Regions from separate parts of the Mus musculus genome. Here region 1 is linked to region 2. A link is a contact called in public Hi-C data. All regions are on one chromosome and are shown on one strand. Each heading gives the region's core, a stretch centred on a gene start, on an enhancer-like site or on the middle of the called end of the contact. The rest is flanking DNA. Distances are from core to core; before and after follow the strand shown.

Evidence for each region. A called contact is a pair of places that touch in the nucleus more often than the background predicts.
Region 1: a Hi-C map of pancreatic cancer cells shows a contact between it and region 2, with 3 times the contacts expected there. The contact joins the promoter of Tspan8 here to the enhancer-like site in region 2. A contact is called at or near these places in 3 of 39 promoter capture datasets (the 3T3-L1 cell line, 3T3-L1-derived adipocytes and macrophages), 3 of 484 Hi-C or Micro-C datasets (the AML12 cell line, liver and pancreatic cancer cells), 3 of 115 datasets of contacts at active chromatin or transcription factors (embryonic fibroblasts, embryonic stem cells and pancreatic cancer cells) and 1 of 9 other capture datasets (liver).

Annotation. Positions count from the first base shown.
Region 1 is chr10:115,815,923-115,818,622 of GRCm38.p6, reverse strand. Tspan8 (tetraspanin 8) reads right to left here and starts at 1,339. Exons shown (of 8, transcript NM_146010.2): 1 at 963-1,339. The coding sequence starts at 1,022.
Region 2 is chr10:115,778,954-115,781,653 of GRCm38.p6, reverse strand. No RefSeq gene overlaps it. Among named protein-coding and RNA genes, the nearest start is that of Tspan8, 37 kb to the left of the region's middle. Within about 2 kb of position 1,328, at least 29 of the 459 cell types and tissues checked have an H3K27ac peak or open chromatin away from gene starts, as enhancers often do. A contact at or near this core is called in the AML12 cell line, liver and pancreatic cancer cells, where this site is marked.

The sequences.
Region 1 (2,700 bases), core at 90-2,589, 37 kb before region 2:
AGAAAATGAATGTATTGGACCGATACCAGCCATCTGTTAAAGGCCAAAAGGCTCAGACACAAAAACCAGAGCTCCTTATCCTTAATGCATAAACTACTTTCCAATCCAGAAACAATGGAACTGTTTTCTGTTGCAGCATCCTGAGACATTTCCACTACTTTACTTGTGAGCACCTCTAATTATACCATATGTGTACATGTTCTCTCCCAAATCCCCCCTCACCCCCTCAGATCATGACATTTGCTTTTTCAATGTTAAATAATGTTTTCAATGCCCTTGGGAGCCATCATCAGACTTAAGCAAGGCATAATTTGCAAGAAACAAACCCTGTTGTTTGAAAGGATGGGTTGACGACACACCAAAATACTGACTTCGAAATACTAATACCTAGTCACTGGTTTAGCTGAATCTTATGATTAAATACTCTTAACTGCTTCTCCAGGGACTATTTCTTTCTTCCTGGGGGCTCTGAAAATGATCCTCTCATGCATTTACCACCCTGCCACCCACTAGTCAGTCACCTGTTTCAAACCTAGATGTCAAAGGGAGGGAACCAGAAGCCATGCTGAATCAAACTGTTTTCTTTGGAGTCTTTAAACAGAGTGCTGATTGGCATCATAGAACTGAGAATAATTGTCCTTTAATTAAGGGATATTTCCCCCTGTGTTTAGTCTTGCAACAATATGAAAACATTCGGGAAATGTTTATCCTCAGAGAACTTGAATACACCAGGCGTTTTGTTTTGGTTTGGTTTGGTTTAGTTTGGTTTGGTTTGGTTTTTTGGAGTCATTGGCTTCTTTTCAGTTCCCCAAACAGCCAGCGACAAACCAATGTAAATATTTCAATGGAAAATGTCTTTTCCCCCTTATCCTCTAGCTCTATGTAAGTCTGTTCTCAGTGGTGATATTTATCTCAAGTCTTCTTTCCTGAACAAAACTGAGAATTAAAAGAAAACTACTTACCCAGAACAAGAAGTTGAAGAAAAACATAGAATACTTTAAACAGCTGCTCACACCTGCCATTTCGGAGAAGGGGCAGCCACCAAGTTACAGTGGAATGAAGAAGTCCGTAGAAGGCTGTCCTGCGTAGGCTCTGACGGATTTTGCCTGCAGAGATCCGTGTGCCTGCAGCTTCGGGGGTAGAAATAGAGAGCAAAGAAGTAGACAGAAGGAACAGAAAAAAAAGAAAAAAAAAAAAACCAACAGTTATTGGAGTGGATAAAAAATTAACCCACACCTTTAAATATCTCAAACGTTATCTTCAGGCGAGTACATTCTTTTCCTTCTTATGGCTGCTAAGGCATTAGGTCAGGATATTTATGATGGCTTCTCAAAGCCCGCTCCCTCTAGAGTAAACAGATATCAAGTTATGGGAGTGGCTGGGGCAGAGGTGGAGAATGGCACAGCGAGATAGTAGGTGGATAGGCTGGCTGGCTGGCTGGCTGGCTGGTGTGGCTGCCCTCTCTTCTAACCCTGCGGAAATCGGCTGCCAGGCTCTCAAGTAAATGGGCCTTGTGTCTCACTTCGATTTGCATCCCCCCCCCCTTTTTTTAATTGATAGGAGCACAAAGTTCCTTTCAGCAATAGGTATTTGGAAACCTGCAAAGCATCCGGACTTAAGTTACCATAACTTCTTCTCCTCAACTTCAAATGAACAAGGAAACAAACATTAATTAGCCAAGTGTCTTGTTTGGTTGTTGTGTTGTTGTTGTTGTTGTTGTTCTTTCAAAGAAATCCCAAGGAGCTCCCTTAAATGCCTGCCACTTCCAATCATTAAAGGGGAAGTGGCCTGCCTTTGCGTGATCTCGTAAGAGCATTCATTCGGGGGTTTATTTTTATCTTTGTGTGAAAAGAAAAAAAAAAAAAAAAAAACAGGAAGGAAGGAAACTCTGAGGAGCTGCCCCTTTGTGTTTACTTATGACTCAGTAACCAGGCCTGATAGCTGGGTTTGTTTTTAAGGTAGACTCAGGTTTCTCTCTTCTGAGAAATGACCTACAGCAACAGTTCCACTCTAACTCCGTTTCTGGGTTCTGGGCAGCTGACAAAGAAAATTCCTTTGGGAACGCACTCGTGGACTACTGAAAGCTGCCCATTCAGCTGCTTCTGGTGCTACTGGGATGTTGCCTCCGCCAGGTAAATGCACCATTCTGCCATCTATTCGGGCAGAGGAAACGACCTGGGCCTTGGGTCTTTTCTTTTATACCACTCAGAGGGCCTCCCTCGCCCCCTAAGTAAAACAATTGCATACTTCAAGGGTCTGTTAGGAAAACAATTCCCTAAAAACTTCATTAAATACAATTAAAACAAGTGACTGGGGTCTCTCTCTCTCTCTCTCTCACACACACACACACACACACACACACATCTTTCTAATTTTCACCAATATCTGCCTTTACTTTGTAACTGTTAAAATACATTTCTGATGCATTATTAGCAATAACATTAAATGTAATAGGTGAGAGCTAGGATTAGTTCGCCAAGTAATACTGAACGTGAGAAGCTCATGGATCAGTAGGACAATGAGCTTCAGGAATCTGTTCCTGCCCACTGCAGCCCTGGGCCCACCAACGTATACCGTCGGCCTCTCCTGTCTTTGACTTAGATGCTGGACTCCAGACACTTTCCTGTCTGAGCCCTCATCTCCTCAGCCCATGGCCATTATGATCTGAGTCAACCTCTACCCCTTGATACATTCAGTTCT
Region 2 (2,700 bases), core at 79-2,578:
GGGATAGCTGGTGGCCTCGGGGTGAATCAAGGTTTAAGGACAATAAAACTGTTCTAAAATTAGAATTGGAGATAGTTGCACAAATCTTTAAATATACTAAGAGCAATGACTAGTGGTTTGTTAATTTTTATATAAATAAAATCTGTCTAAACAAACCCTAAAAACCCAGGAAATAGAGTATAGCCCTATGCTGCAGATAAATAACCCAAAACACAGAGAACTCACCTTCTCTGTCTAAAGTAAAATAATAATAATAATAAATAATAAAATAACCTGGAAAATGACAAAATAGGGATTCAAATTTAGCCTCATATTAAATAATATATTTTCCAAAGCTGAAAACAGTATTGGTATTTTTACATGTCAGGTATAATACTTGTCCTTGTATCTAAATTATGCAGGATCACTCACCACACATTTAGAGAAAAGGAAAAAATATTTTAAGGAGAGCAGATCTGAATATTTGCCCACATGGCTTAGTGCTTGGTGCCTGACCTTCCTCCTAATGATTCTGAGATAATGAGGAGAGAGTTTTATAAACTAAACCATGTTAGAAAAGAAAGTAACAGAGACAGCTTACTCATTGCACATGAACATGCTACATTGCCCCCCCCTTGTGTGTGTGTGTGTGTGTGTGTGTGTGTGTGTGTGTGTGTGTGTATGTGTATGGATGTGTGTGTCGTGTATGTATGTGCATGTGTGTGTGTATGGATGTGTGTATGGGTGTGTATGGATGTGTATGTGTGTATGAGTGTGTATGTATGTGCATGAGTGTGTGTGTGTGTGTGTGTGTGTGTGTGTGTGTATGTGTATGGATGTGTATGTGTGTATGAGTGTGTATGTATATGCATGTGTGTGTGTGTATGTGTGTGTATGCATGTGTATGGATGTGTGTGTGTGTGTGTGTGTATGTGTATGTCTGTGTATGTATGTGCATGTGTGTGTGTGTATGGATGTGTGTATTGGTGTGTATGAGTGCGCGTGTGTGTGTGTGTGTGTGTGTGTGTGTATGTGTATGGATGTGTATGTATGTGCATGTGTGTGTGCGTGTATGCATGTGTATGGATGTGTGTATTGGTGTGTATGAGTGCGTGTGTGAGTGCGTGTGTGTGAGTGCACAGGTGTGGGCGCACTGGAAAGTCCCCTCCAGGATGCCCTGCACATTCTTTCCTGTGTGCTCAGCAGGTGCAGAACATCCCGGTGATAAGGGACAGTGACTCAGTGAATGACTCAGCTAGTTAAAGAGTAGCTTCAGCTACAACATCCTGGGCTCTAAAGTGGGTCACTTCTAGGCCATCCCGGAAGGAGAAAGGGCAGTGACCTTTCAGGGTCAATGAGGCAACACCTCCGAGCCTACACAGGTCAGCTTGTTCTCACACGCCTTGCCAAAGACACAGACTCTGGCTATCCCAAAACTAATTGTTACTGGTTATAAAGAAGACTAGGTAAGGGACTGTGTGGGTGTGCTCAAATTCCTCAGTATCCCGGGATTAATTTTTAATAAGGGGGTAAGGGGAAGCATGCCTTTAAATGGTATGGCTTCAGCCAGGTTGACACCAACTAGAAAACACTTAAACCCAAATGCATTGCCATAAAGACCAGTTACACAAATGGAGAGAAAGCCCTGTAAATGCTGCTGTGCCGTATTTATGCACCAAGCACAACACTGACCATGGACAAATGACGTACAACCTTTGGCACTGAAGGGGCTGCAGCGTAAGTGTTGCTCCCTGCCCAAAGCGCTTAGAGTGTCTGTGTTCACTAGAGCATTCTTCCATCCGCTGATGAATTACGGGTGTGCTATTTGTTTCCTACCTGGGACCATTTTCTATGGAAAATTAAAACCTAAAAATATGAATTCCTAAGAAAATACATTTTAAATGAAGTGATAAATCTGAAAAGTTTGAATTTTAATATTTAGGTGTTTTAAAAGATGCATTCTCCCCCCTCTCTCTCTCTCTCTCTCTATCCCTCCCTCTCGCTTCTTTCCCCTCCTCCCTCCTTCCCTCCCTTTCTCTCTCTTTTCTTTCACTTTGGCATGAGTTTTCCTTACTGAATCAAATTCCTCAATCCAACAAAAGTTTGGCACAATTTTCTTTTAGTTTATGTATTAAATGCATCAGGAGAAGGAGAAGCAGATAGGTAAGGTGTTTGTGGAACCATGTAATGGACTCTCATAACCAGAGTACCTTAACTGTGAATAAAGTCCTACTGGGCCACAGCAGTCATAATGGGCTAACCTGGTAAGAGGTAACCTGGGTTCCTTCTAAGGAACCTAGGCATCATCATCACCTCTTACAAGTTGTAGCAGTGAAACAGATTTTGCTGTGGGTACAAAGAAACAATTGGACACTGTTAATGAATGTTCACCATTGAGAAACCCTAGGTTATAGCTGGGCCAAAGCAGAGAGAGTATGGTTAGTCCTTGAGTGTTCACTAGAAACGTAAGAACAAACCAGGCTAGGGAAATGGCAATAAAGAAATGAAATGTCCATAACAGATGAGATGGTAAAGAGGGACACAGTTGTAAGACCCAGTCCAGGCAGTTAGGAAGACTTTACACAATCTACTTGGTAGGTAAAGGGCAGGCACGGCGGAGCATCTGCCCAAATCAGGAACCAAAAGGAAATCAAGTTCTATAGCAAACACTATTTGCCCTTTATCCATTTTCTCCACTTCTGGTTGAAGAGCCAGGATCAT